Linked DNA regions of Anas platyrhynchos: region 2 is linked to region 1. Evidence: chromatin contacts called from public Hi-C data. All regions are on one chromosome and are shown on one strand. The core of a region is the stretch at or near the end of the contact, and the rest is flanking DNA. Distances in the headings are between cores, read along the strand shown. Region 1 has its middle 13 kb from the start of EDN2. Region 2 has its middle 51 kb from the start of EDN2.

Region 1 (7,365 bases), core at 1,773-4,272:
AGACAGCATGGCTGGTTCATACCCCTTGGTTTGCATTCCAGGGGCCAGAGAAGCCTCCTGCAGTGCCCACAGGAGACATGACTACCTGCAGGAGAACTGCTTTCATCTTGGGGTGACTGCTGGGAAGAGGAGATCTGCCATGCCAATAAAGTTTGACAGCGTCACGGCAGGAGCACAAACCCAGAAATGCTCTCCTCCCCATCCTGGATAGTTATTAGGTATGGAGTTTATCTGCCTGCTCACCTATTTTTGAAAGCTCAGGTGTCTATGTGCAAGCAAATCATCCTTTGCTTGAGTGGCATGCAGGAGACATCTTCAAAGGGTGAAGGCAGATCTGAGGAAAGCCCTTCAGAGGCCCTTAAAGTCCTCTACAGGGATTGACCAAATGTAGCTATCTGGTGGGGATGAGGCCCAATCACTGATCTCTCTTTGGTGCATTACTGATGGTGACTGCTGTTGGACTGAGTACCTGGAAAGCTGCTCTCTCAGGAAGAACAGGCATGGCAAGGCAAACAGCAAAGATGTTCCCTGCACATGGCATCTTCAACAATAAAGATAAGGGAAAGCCACTGAGAGTAAGAATCAAGTTGAGATTTGCTGCTCCATGCTAGGCTAAAGCTGGACAACGATGATTAAAAAGGTCCCTTCCAACATTAATAACTAGGAATGATGATCACCTTTCCCTTCCTCCCTCCACTAGGCTTTTGCTGTGCATCAACATGAAAAGTATATTGCTGGTTGCTTTACTTTTGTGCTCAAGGTCCTCATCACCAAGGACCCAGAGTAAGACTCTTGTACTCATTTGCACAAAAATGAGCCATCTGCCGAGGAGGTGAAACCTTCAGAAATTGTTCCTTGCCACTATGCACAGGAGCATGCACTGACAGGAGGGTGGTTTTGGCAATTCCAGGCTGTATGAATGGGAGAGGTTTCATGGATAGCTGGGGCATGAGCTGAGAGGTGAGCATCATAATGTCCCTGTTGACTTTGAGGCTGGTTACAAATATTATCAAAGCTCAGTGTAAACAACAGATACAAGCCCCATGTAGCCTCATGACCATCCCTGTGTTGGTTATATTCCATTTTCACATCCTCACCACTCTCCCTTTGCCCTGTGGGAAAGGACAGCACTATGATCTCCTTCTTGAAGCTGGGGAGGTTCCACTCCTCCAGCAGCACCGTGGCAGGCCAGAGAGGTGAAATTCAGTGCTGACACTTCCTGGGCAATCTTTGCTGATGTTGGTAGAGATAACTATACATAAATCCCAGATAGGTACGTTCCCAGACCTAGAAGCTTGTTTTACAGGGATTGCAGAAAACAGACTGTGGGGCAACAGGCATAAGTGATTAATACCCTTTTAGGAAACAAAATGATCTGTTACTCATTCTTTGTGAGAACAGCAAACAAAATTTTTAAGTCAGGCTGATAACAATGGTGTCCTTCCTTCCAGCCGCCTTGGCACTCAGTGCTGCAGGGACATGACTCTTCATGTCCATGTGTGTTGCCCATTGCACAGCAATGGAGGAAAATCCTTCCCACAGTCACAGGCCTGTGTCTTCCGTGATTCACTGAGAATGCCCTGGCCCTTGCACAGGTATTGTTCCTGACAGTGTATTCACTTTCTCTTTGAAGTGTTTAGGTTAAAATAGCTTCCATGGGCTTCTTGATCTTTGACAGTCTCCACAGCCCAGGATGGGAGGTTCCATGTGCAATGGGGTTGCCTGGCTGAAGCCCACAGAGGATTTGGTTTGTTGTTATAGAAAACTGCCCTGGAAGGTCATGCCCAGACCAGACATTTTTCCTACACTCAGCAGGCATCTAGGGAGTGATGCGCAGGATTTCATATCCTTGCTCAGCATCTTGGTAGAAGATATGCTCACATAGCAGTCATTCATCTGGTCATTACTATCAGCATTATGTCAGGCAGATGACATGGAAACACTTGTCTATAATTAGTTAAACCAAAGTGAGTCATAAGGTCTTTTCTATCGCTTGTTTGACAGCTCAGTGGTTTAACCTGGCTTCCCATATTGTTGCCAGGTCATATTCCTTCTACTTCCTCGTCACCACACAGGGGTATTTTGGGATCCTGCCTAAGGCAGGTAAATGGTGTGACTTAGTCTTTGTGACCTCTGGGCATTGTAACGGCACACATTTAGGTGGTTGGCTCCTGCCATGGAGCTGAGGGGCTGAGAACTGCTCAGACACAGCCAACTAGGAAAGAGGAAAGTGTGCCTCAAGTCCTCCTGCTCATGACCACAGGATGCAGGAAGGGATGCACAGGGATGCTGTAAGGAAAGTCCCCCTCCCAGAGGCACAGCTCAGCCTTGAAAGTAAGTACATGCACCATTTATTTCAAATATACAGCAAGGACTTGTTTTGGACAGGCCTTTGTGAAGAGCTATTTTCCAGCTTTAGGAAGTAACCAAGAGCTTTGAAGACTCAGTTAAACACTTGGTAAGCAGAAGGGGAATTTACATCTATTTCAACCTTAACAGCAGAGAATAACCTAGGGTGGAAGAAGGATACAACGTTCCCCACTCCTCCTGCACACTTCCCTTCTGTCAGACTTCGCACCTCAGCAGCCCTTTTGCAGAAGCCCACCTTCAGAGCCAGCCTTCCTCCTCCTCCAAACATGACAGAGGTTCTGAGGATCCCAGATGCCCTTTGCAATCCTTGCCTCATCACCGGCCCCTGTGCACTGTCTTTAGTCAGCATGCAGGGAAATCCATGCTGCCATAGGTGAGTGCAACACTGTGGGTAATCAATTATCTCCACTGCACATTGTTTTCATTCCTTGCCTATGTGCATTTCCCAGAGAGCTGATTATGTCACTCATTAACCTTCCAGACCTCTTTATTTTCTTTATGCAAAGAGCCGGCTTTTGTCAGGCCAGCACGTTCATATTTCGACTGAGCTTCAAGAACAAAGAGTCCACACTAATTCCTTTCTGCTTAGTCATACCCCAGTCACGTAGAAAGCTATTACCAAAATTGGTACAGAAAGGTTGCCAACCGCAAAGCTCCAGCCCAGCTGCGTGTGGTGAGATTTGCATATCAGCGAGCTGGGGAGAAGGCTCAGTGCAGGCAGCACTCACCGCAAAAGATGTTTTTGTTCATTTCTGTGAGTGAATGTTTGTAAAGTCAGAGCCTTTCCCAAAACAATGGAGATAATCCTCCCATCTGGCCTGTCCTCCCAGGAGCTTTTATCCTCTCTCAGCACTTATGTCAAGGCCAAACTAAGCTGGCATCTCAGTGGATTAAAATCAATTATTTTTTAGGCTGACCACATGGAGGTATTTGCTCCTTGGCAGTTGAGGAATGTGGTGCCGTGAAAGCATCCCACGTCCCTTTTCACCCTACGTGCTGCAAAGCATCATGTTGGAATGGTGCTACTGTGCAGGGAGCTCCTCCAGATCTATCGCATGACTGCCTGATTCCAGTGCAGGTGAAGACAGGCAGCAATCATGACAGCAGCCCAGCAGTGGGGTTGCAGGCTGGACATGAATGTCCCCATAATGTCTGCATAATTTACTCCTGTTTCATAATGAATAGAGTGGGTTTTTCTGCAGAGGTGATTCCTAAGTAGCATCACTGCAGCAGTCTCAGGTGCTCCTCTGGACAATAATCAGGTCATCAGCTTATACAGGGTGTGTTTCCTGCCCCTTCTCCAAAATCACGGAAGAAGACTATACACTTAGTTAGTGTTTTTTGTTTGTTTGTTTGTTTTATTTTGTTTTATTTTGTTTTATTTTGTTTTTCTTGAGTCAGGATTTGTTTTCCAGTTTTACTTTACAGCTACACAAAGAAACCTCCTTTCAGACCATGTGAGCTGAGATTCTCACAGCATCACAAGGATCCTGACCCCAGGGTTTAAGGACTTTCATAAGATTTGCTATCATGCTGATGCATTTCTGAAGCAAGCCAGTATCCCACAAAACAGCACTGTACCTCAGCCCGAGCTCCTTTTCTGCTTGCACAGGGTGGCTCTTTTGAGGATCTGAAATGCTCCTGGTTACATTTGTTGATGACTGGATCCAGAAGATGTTGGTCTAAAACCATGGTTATGTAGGACATTAACAACATAACATCTCCATGGCCACAGAAGTCATGACATCAGGGACAGTCACTCATAACCCTTGGTTTGAAGGGCCACGGGGGGCACCTTTATGCCCCCTTAGAACTTCTTGCCTTCTTTTCTATCTAGTTTTATCTTGTCATGACATGGCCATGGAGGAAGTACCTTCAAAAGTGACATTGTGCCTGCAGCTTCTGGGTGCAATCGCCTTTGGAACAGCCCAGGACACAAAGCACCGTGAAACATTGAAGGGCTGGGTGCAACATGCCCTTCGCAGGCAAGCCCTTGTGCCTGTGTAGGTTTGTGCCTTAGGGTTGCTTTGTGGAGCTGGGTGGAGTACGCTCCCGGTTGCAGTTTCTCTGCCTGCAGGAATGTGTGCTCTCCATGAAATGTCATCTGAATAGTTATTGTTAAAAGTGCCTAATGTTAGCTAAGATTTGTGTTACATCATAGCTGTCTGTAGCACATGTACCCCTTCCCTAGGTGGCATCTGTCACCACATAGATAAATAAGATGCCTCCCAGGGCTGCCACAACTCATAATTTTCACACCTCTCTCATTATGTCGTTAACCTAGGGCAGATCATCCTCTTAGTATTTCTGGGCCTGTTCATCCCTCTGACATAGCTAGACCAAGGCTTTGCTATATCATGTCCAGACAACCATAGCACAATGAGGCATCTGCTGCTGCGTGCAATTAGCTGTGCACAGCAGCCTGTCTCACTGGCACTGAATTACAAAGGTTTGAGCCTAAAAACTTTGTGAATTGAACAACTGCAAAAGCAGGGCAGAGGATGATTGAGACAGAGCTGTGTCTCCAAGGCACTTAACAGCCCCTCTTTTGGCTCATAACTTATCACGGTAAACATTAGCAGCAGGACCAAAAACTGTTCTTGATGGGCTCCTTTCCTGCTTCCTTTGCACAGGCAACAGAATTGGGTTCTGCTGAGAGTGTGGTGAGAGCACCCAGAGCTGTGCTCAGAGTTGCATTGCTACCAGTGAAAGGCAAAGTTCACCTTCTGTGCTTATCTTAGCAAGTCAGATCAAAGCTGAGTTGGAAAAGCTTTTCTCAAACTATTTAACTTTGCACAATGGACAGATCTTTGAAGGCAATAGACAACTTCAAATGTTTTGATTCTTGCATGGCCAGTACTTCAGAAGGACGTGGGTTTGGAGTGCAATGGCAGACCCCCTCCGATGGCCAGGCACTCTGGCTCCCTGACTCTTGACTCTGAACCCAGCATTAACCAAACTCTTCAGTCATTTTGATGCTGTGGATAGTCTTTTGGGTAGAGTCAGATTGTTCAAATTCTCACACCCTTCTTGATTTAGGAAACATCTTGGATTCTGAAGCACAGTAATAACACACATTACTCCTCTCTGTGCTCAACTTTTCCCCGTGTTTTCATAGGGCATAAAGCTCTAGCTGACTCCAGGGACAAGGTGTCCTGCACATGCCATTCCAGTGGAGGTCCTTGGCTTTGAATTTCAATACTCTCACCCTCTGGTGGGACTATAAAGGGGAAGGTGTTCCCATCTCTCCTCCAGAAATCAGCTCTAAGGCGTGATAACACCCCGTCACCTTCAGTTTGTTGTCCAACCATGCATGGCCTCCCACGAACACCAACTTCTTCCTACATACTTTTCTGTGTTTCTCATGCTTCCCTCACAAGCCTGACTTCTCCTTAGTGTCTGACTCTGTGGGGACCAGTTTGTCCCCACAATCACCCAACCTCACAGTACACCTGCAAACACCAGTCCTCTTCTCTTTCAGCTGGAGGCATTTGGAAACAAATGAGTGCTGTCATGTATGGAGCTCTGTATGTGTTATGACTGTTAATGTCTACAGCGATGTTAGATTTCAAATGACTGCTATTTAGAGACACAGGCAGCCAATTTATGTTCACTTCGTTACAGATTATTACAGAGGGAGCGCATGCACGCGCACACACACGCTTCTCTAATGAAAACTACTTTTGTTCTTTCTTGTTTTGTTCTCTTACACAATAAAAAATCCTTCTGGCTCAAAGCACCTTTGCTCACCGCATATAGAGAAACACACTTTTTGCCAACAACTCTCCTGAAGAGACACCCTGCAGGGATATCCTGTCTACACTTTTCCTATCATTAAGCAGAGGGTGGAAGTCTGCATTTGGGGAGCTATCAAACACCCACCCTATTTGCCACTCTGCCAGTGTTATCAGTGTTTGTCCCTGTTCTGTTATGTGTCCTTCAGTGTATTGCTGAATTCCTTTCCAAAATGTCATAAAACAACGGGGACAACTCTGTTGTTTTAGGAAAGAGGAGAACAGTCTGAGTACGGTGGAGAATGTTTATGCCATGGGGATGTGCACGTACCTCGTGTAGGATGTCTGCTGTGCAGCAGCAGAAATTTGAGTGTTTAAAGGCCTGGGGTGTAGACAGTTTTGTGTGCACTCCTTTGGAGGAACGTCAGCACCTAGGCACCTAAAGCACCTACAGTGTTAGGTGGCAGCTGAGGTTTTAGGTTTCTCAAGGATGCTTACATGCTAGGCTTGAGCACTTAATCCCCTCTGGATTTAGCTCTTTGGACATGGTGAGCTGCTTGTGCACAAGCCCTAGAGAGACTCTTAAACTAGGCGTTCCCCACTTTCTGTTTTGTTGGCAAGACCTGATCCATTAGGCATTTGCAGAGCCTGCCAAACCCACACAAAAGACAGCAGAGACGAGCCCTCAGACATGTGTGTGTACTAGTAGACTCCAAGCCCAGTGGTTACAGCACTTCCCTGGGCTGTGGGAGAGGCCAAGTGTGAATAACCACTTTACCTATTTTATGCTGTGGCTATTGAGCACAGACCCCTCTTGGTAGGAGACAATGAAGCTACCTGGGATGGGATTTTTCATATCTTTCCTTCTATTTTGTCCAACTAAGTCGATAGTGTTTAAAGTAGAGGCTTGAAAGCAAGTGTCTGAACATTGAGCTACTGGATATGGTGAGAAAGGAGGGAACCTCTTGAAGGATCTCATCTATCATGAGAAAAGCCTAGTCAGTTCTTCTACTGAACTTTTGTAGACCATTCACAATTAACAATTGTGAGAGCAGCACTTTGCAGATTTGCAGTCTGAGACAAAGGCACTTCTGAACATTCAGTTTATGCTTCTAAATGTTTTTGGTCTTGCTATGCTGACAGAAAAATGTCTAAAATTTTCAAAACTATGTTTTCACATTTCCCAGGGCCCTGGAGGAAGCTTGCAGAAGAAAAATGGTACTCAACACAGTTTTCCAATGTAGAGTTCTTTATAGTCATC
Region 2 (6,777 bases), core at 1,941-4,440, 65 kb after region 1:
GACCTGATGGTCTTTTGAGGTCCCTTCCAACCCCTACAGTTCTATGATTCCGTGTGATTCTGTGATTCTTTTCCTGTGTTAGAAAACCAAGAAAAAATCACTTGTGTTTTATGAAGAGTTCTGCCTGAAATCTGAGGTGAGTTTTGAATTGAAATCTACAGCAAAATGAGGAAGAGGGTTTTGATGAGGAGGAGACTTTATATCAACAGAAACTGTGGGCACAATCCTGTGTGTGTCACTTCTATGTTATGTGGAGGACTGGTGATTTCCCACCTTCTTTCCAAAGCTGTTTCATGGCTCATTGCAAGCTTATCTGAAGCTCTGCGTGTTTGTATCATTATTTACTAATTGATTTTAGCATTGATGGTCCAATCTCAGTCATTTTCTTTCCGTTATACATTTCACTGTCACCTCCTAGAAATCTTTCCAACGAATTTTCTCCTAATTAAGTAAAATCAGCACAGAGCCCTTGGTCTTGCAGGCACTCTTGAGAGTAGGAGAGAAAGGTGCTGTCCAGTACACCCCAACCACGTGTTCCCTGACAGCAGATCAGGAACTAGAAGGTCTTAAAAGCAGAGCACAAAACAGTTGCCCTCAACCTTGTGCATTATGCTGCCAAATCTCTGTCTCCCATGTAAAGGTGCAGGTCTGTGTGTATGGGTAGAAAGCCAGGATCCGCTCCAAGCATGGCAGAGTGCATGTGACGAGGGTGCAAGCTGGGATGGGCACGTAAGCACCGGCAGGCAGCACACTTCCAGATCACGCCAGCTCTTACGGAGGTGGGGTTTGATGGCCGCACTGCCCTGCACTCCATGACCCTCCACGTTTCCCTCCTGCCTCACAGCAGCCAGGTACGTTAGATGTGTGCAGGTGAGCTTTCTAGATCAGTGCTTCGCAGTCCACGCTTCGCTGCAGGCATTGTAGGACTGTTTGCTTGCTGCCCTGATAGCCGCTTCCCAGGGTCTGGGCTGGGGTGTGGGAGAAGGACTGCCTCGTGCTCACCTACCAGTACGTGCTGTGGGTTACTGAGGGCATTTCACGGTGGTAGGTTTTTTGTTTGTTTGTTTTTTCCATCTTGTTTTTCTCGCAAGCTTCATCTTTGAGTACCATTAGCCTCATGCCTTAGGGCAAAAGGGAAATGACAGCTGTCACCAAAAGACACTGCACGCTCCTTGGCAGAGCTCGAAGGCCAACAACACTGTCAGTGCCAGGAACTTTAAGGAACACACGTATTTTCCTGGACACAGAATTTAGGTACTGGGGGGAAAGAGGGAGCCTGTTCTGGCCCATTCTGACAGAACATCTTGTTCCTCCTTCTCCATCTTACACAAGAGTAAGCTGAAGGCTGAGCAGCTTTGCCCAGTGCCAGCGCTCTGCAGAAGCAAAGCAGAGCTGAGGACCTTCCTTTCTTCCCCAGACATGGTGCCCTGGACTACAACAGTTAACAGTCTGCCGGTGCTTTCAAAGGCTTCCTTCATTTCCTGCCTGTCAGACACGGGGGAGGAACTTGGTCTGTGAGTGAAGGAGAAAGATGTTTTCCTACAGTGCTTCGATCCAGCTCCATCCACACCCTTTGCTCAGAAGGACAATTGTTTCCAAGAGCAATATGAAAACACAGCATTCACATGAAAATAAGGAAAGAAAACAGACTTATTTCCCCATTTCTTTCCACCAGCAACTCAGTGAAGAAACTACTGTGTTGCACTCCAGAAGACAAACCTGAGGCAAGGCTTGGCACAGGCAGAGATTTCCACTGAAGGGGTCATCTTAGGGGTCATTTTTAGCATTACTGCAGAGTCTATTGGTCAGCAAAACATTTCTATTGCCACAGTGCTGAGCTCAAGATTACTTTCCCCAGAGAGAGGTGAAAGGAGGAGTTAATCCTCCTTAGCTGCCCTCCAGCAAGCCATCTGGCTCTGTTCAGGAAGAAGGTTGGAGTAGATGGGTCTCCTTCAGCTTCCCCAGAGCCAGAACCACAGTAGGTCACAAACCAGCAGTCAGGCAGTGCTCAGCCAAAACTAGCATGCAGCCCACCTTTGCACCACAGCCTCCAAAGCAGGTGCCATAGCAGCTGTCTGTAGCATTTGCTTTCCATTACAAAGGGCTACCGGCTGCCCACTGAGGCTTCCAGAGGGTTTCACTCACATCTCTTTTAATCTGCAATTGCTGGAAATGGATAATAGCTAAAATTAACTTGGGAACAGAATACTAGGAGGAGACACAGCTCTAAATGCTGCTGGTCCTTAGGAGTCCTGGGTAGCAGCAGAGATCAGTGAGTTGTAAGAGATTCAGATGCTGACTTCTTTGCCCTAGTTAGCTGCTTTGCCCTCTCTATTAACAAAGACCTGTTATCTTTAAGAGCCCACAAAGATTTATTGTTGCTCATCACCTAGGAACACATCCTGCTTCGTCCCCAGAGTGAATATCAGACTGCTGTCAGAGTCGAGGCCAGCTTGTCTGCCATCACCTGATATGGGCTGAGAGCCACTGGGAGGGTGCGGAGCTCCCACCAAGAGCTTTGGCACCATGAAAGCACATGTGCAGGGGTTTGCTGAAATACAGAGAACCTACGCACAGCTTAGCTAACTCCAAGCCTCACTAGCACTGATCAGATCCCAGATACAGCCTGCCTTGCTCAAGGCCTTGCAGTGGTCAGTCACTGTGCTGATTGGAAGTGACTAGAAGGATGTGCAGGCAACATCTGTATTAGCACTTCCCATAGGCAAGCAAGAAAAGAAGAGTCCTGGGACTTTCCTCCACATTTTGCAAGCTTGACTGGAATCTGCTTCTTAAAGTTCATGAATTCAAATGTGTGATAATGCCTGGGGGCAGACGCTTCAAATTCCTAGGAGCAGGGCCTTGGGAAGCTGTGGTGTAATGCAGCCAGATGCTGCTTGCCACAAGCCTCTTGGCCAGCTGCCTCGGACACTGCGGCAAGCAACATGTCCATCCCTGCCAGAGAACGTAAGCTTTGTGTGCTCGTGCTTTGTACACATGACCCAGGAGCAACATTCACACTGCCAGACTACCAGAGTCAGGAGCCTTTTTTTTTTTTTTTTAAAAAAAAAAAAAAAACACAACACAATAGCCTTATGTTTTCTTTGGAATTTCTAACCATGCAGTACAGTTAGCAGCACAAGCCATGGCTGGCAGCGAATGCTGCCCGCTCACCCTCCTCTCGCTCCCCAGCAACAGCCTGAGTCATGGCTGTGGTCACAGACAGTGACACAATGCCATTGTCATCCAAAGAATGTAGTGTTTTCCTGCTCTGCACAAATATTTTGTACAGTGCATTTTCTATGCTCTCCAGAGGAGACACTGTCCGGATTCTTGCTGTAAGTGCCCCCAGGAGCGCTGCTGACTAATACTCCCATTTCTCTCTTCATGTTCCCTCAAGGTCCCAGACTTATTTATACTCTGCACAAAGAGCTTGGAGTCAAGGTTGGTGAAATGGATTTCCTCAGAACAGCACATGCACTGAAGAGTGAGGAAACTGAATTTAATCTCTGGAGGTACAATTCATAGAAGTCGCGTCACTGGAGCCAGCTCATGGTTAAGAGTCTGGCACAGAGCGCTCATCTTGGACATATATAGGCAATAGCACAACATCCATTTCCAGACAATTTGCACCCCCCCACCCCCCCACCCCCACTTCAGATATGGCCTTGGGGTGGCATCTGGAGGTAGCTCTCTCACTATTGCTCCCTGAAGTAATGAGACCTAGCTCAGATGAGAGCCATGCTGCAGGCACACTGACCCTTGCAAGAGCCTCCTTTAATCACCAGCCATGTTCCTGCCCTCTGTGCTCACTTGTGGGACTGCAGCCCTGTAACCTCCACAGTCCTGTCTGCTCTACATAGCTTGAAAATTAAATTGCAATTACTTACTTACACTTCAGTCCTCTTGCCTTACTTGTGTTGCACAGCAGGCAGAGAAGGAACACAGGGTTAACATGATTACTTGTTCTTTGACAGGCATTTACAGGGAAAATTAAAATTAAATCGCTTAGGAATGTGTAGGGCAAATAAATCCAAATGTAAATCTCAGGAGCTGGACAAGGCCTAGTTCTTCCATGCGTGTTTGCTTTATTTTACTAAAGGACAGGTGATAAGGCTCCAAAAAGGCTGATCACCTTGGTGAGTTCTGCCACTTATTGATTAGCACTGAGGGCTGGTGTACTGCTGGTGAGTGTGTTACTTCACACTCCAAAGGGAAAAGCATGTCTGTAATGTGACAGCACACAGAGCATTGCTGGCGTAGGGCTGTGTGATGCTTAGCCATGGTTTTTCTGCACATTTTGGGATGCAGAGCAGTTTTGGAAGGATCAATGTGTGGAGTATCTGATAAGCTATGAAGCATGGTCATTTCCCCAATGTCTCTCTCCATGTAGGACAGAAGGCTGTGGCTATGACATAGTGGTTGCGGTGGTTTCTCCCTATTAAGTAATAATAAACTTGCTATTTGTCTTTGTGGGAGGTGTATTTGTGTGACAAAACGTTGAAAAATGGCGTGGTTCATTTTGCAGAAATGTGCTGGCTGGATTTATGGTTTCCTCAACCATGCTTAAAACAGGTTAAAAAAGGAGATCCAAAATTATTCAGCTCATAATAATTTGTAGAAGTGTATTTCCTCCCCAAACAGAACATTTGCATGCATCACAAACAGTGCTGTAGGATATTGCAGGCCGGATCTGACAAGCCATCCTGGTACAAGCAACTGGTGAAGGGTGCTGAACTGCAGCCTTCAGTGGATGGTAAAAATCCTGCACGTTCCCTTAGCCAGTTGTGAAATAGCGGATGTTTTGGAGCAGATAGGTGATGCAGAAGACTTCCTTCCTCAACTCAGAAGGCAAATAATTTGTATCCTGATTACAAATTATGAGGGTTTGTAGATTGTAAGGTCAGAAGGGACCACTGTAATTATGTCATCTGACCTTCCCAAATAGTGCAGTCTTGGAATGTCACTTGGTGATCCCCACGCCGAGAAAAACACTTTGTGGCTGACCTGCTGTGGGTCTTGCTTAAAGACTCTCAGACACAGTTATCTGCTACTGACTGTGCCACTGACTCAGTTCATTTCCAGTCTGTTTTTCACCTAGATGTCATTTTTTTTTTTTTTTTCTACAGAAGTCATCTCAGATTTATAATCACTCGCTCTATCTATCAAGTAAGCAGGAGGAGGAGTGTGCCATGTCCCCATTTCCATGACACCTCTCTCAATCTCACTACCAGTAGCCTGGCATGAAGAGAAGAGGAGAGGCTGTAGAGAAAAGCCAGGGAAGCTCGAGGACACAGGATATCACGCTGCCACCAGGACTGCACAGGTGTCATACAGGAAGGCCACTTGTGAGCCAAAACCTGAGACTTTGACCTCTGTGGGATGTAAACACATCTGAAACTCGTATCCCATTCTCCCCACTGTTTAAATACAAAATCTCTCTGGAGGCTGCAGACCACAGAGATCTGTATCAGTACAAAGTATGCCGACCCCCAGTATAACTGCGACGCATCCTGCTCTGTGATTGCGATGGCTGGGCTTTGGCAGCCACACTTCCTGGCTGATACAAATAACTCAGAACAGTTTTTGCAAACACTAATAAAGCCACTCACCACCCCAGGAGACAGATACGTGTCACTGGTAATTATCCTGCCTGTCATTTATACCATGGAAGGAGCCAAAGGCCCCTAGTCAGGCATGCAGGCCTCACTGGACAGTCACTCATAACCCGGAGACAATCGCTCCCTGAAGGGCCTCGGTCTGAGGAGATGACCAGTTTCTCACCCATTTACAGTTCTGGAAACAGGTGCACATAGGAAGCAAGTTCGTGGTCAAACTTTTGTGCAGAATACAGCCTCAGGACCCTGGCCCTGTGTGTCCCAGCTGTGGTGGCACCTCGTCCTTGCCTCTGTGTCTCGGCTGCTTTGGACTGCAGGAAAGGAGGCACGTTCTCCATTCACAATTAATACTTTTGAGGCCATTCTCTGTGCCTGTAAAGCAGGAAGCTAGCTTCCTGTCTCACAGGTGTGCAGTGTGTTTTACCCCACACAGTGGGACTTGCAAGTTAGGAACTCGACTGGAAGGAGCTGGAGACCTTCCAAGTGCCGTTATTACATTAACGTGCCATAGTCATAAGACAGCCTATCTGCCACCCCCCGAGGTGTTTGGCATACCTGGCTGAGAGCGGGGCTAATGGGCTCTTCCGAAGTCAGACAGCAGATGGTTGGCAGAGCCAGGGACACCACGAAGGCAGCCCACAAGGGTGGCTCACATGTACACCAGCTGAGCCTGCAACAGAAGCAGGGGGCTTTGCTGTAGGAGGGCAGACACATGCAAGGCAGAGAGGAGTCTACTCTGGATTTATATAGCACATCCGGGGATTTTGAGGCATGGCTTATGCTTTGGCTTGTCTTGGGAGAATGCATGTAGTCCTGTTTTGGCCAGGGAGGAAGGAGCAGAGTGTCAAACCCTTCCCCACCATGGTTCCTGCATAAGGGCAGGCTGAGTGCATTGCAGCTCAGGGTGCTTTTGCAGGCTTGAGTACAGGCTGGGCACGCTGGATGTGATTTGTATGGCCAAGCTTATGTGATGTCTCACTCTGCAGAAACCAGCAGAATTAGCCCTGCTGACTTAAGCAATATTTCACCATGAGAGCAGTCCTGCTTGAAGAGACAAAACTGAGCAAACCCTGGGGTTGAGCTAGTGAGCAGTAGTGAGGAGGTAGAGAAGGGACAAGGGCAGGGACAAGCACACAGGAGGATCTGCTCCATCCCTGCCATG

The links. A called contact is a pair of places that touch in the nucleus more often than the background predicts.
Region 2: a contact with region 1 is called in a Hi-C map of F5 follicle, with 3 times the contacts expected there. The contact joins two enhancer-like sites. A contact is called at or near these places in 2 of 8 Hi-C or Micro-C datasets (F5 follicle and small yellow follicle).

The regions. Positions count from the first base shown.
Region 1 is chr24:6,160,014-6,167,378 of IASCAAS_PekinDuck_T2T, forward strand. No RefSeq gene overlaps it. Among named protein-coding and RNA genes, the nearest start is that of EDN2, 13 kb to the right of the region's middle. Within about 2 kb of position 3,023, at least 5 of the 8 cell types and tissues checked have an H3K27ac peak or open chromatin away from gene starts, as enhancers often do. A contact at or near this core is called in F5 follicle and small yellow follicle, where this site is marked.
Region 2 is chr24:6,224,456-6,231,232 of IASCAAS_PekinDuck_T2T, forward strand. No RefSeq gene overlaps it. Among named protein-coding and RNA genes, the nearest start is that of EDN2, 51 kb to the left of the region's middle. Within about 2 kb of position 3,191, at least 8 of the 8 cell types and tissues checked have an H3K27ac peak or open chromatin away from gene starts, as enhancers often do. A contact at or near this core is called in F5 follicle and small yellow follicle, where this site is marked.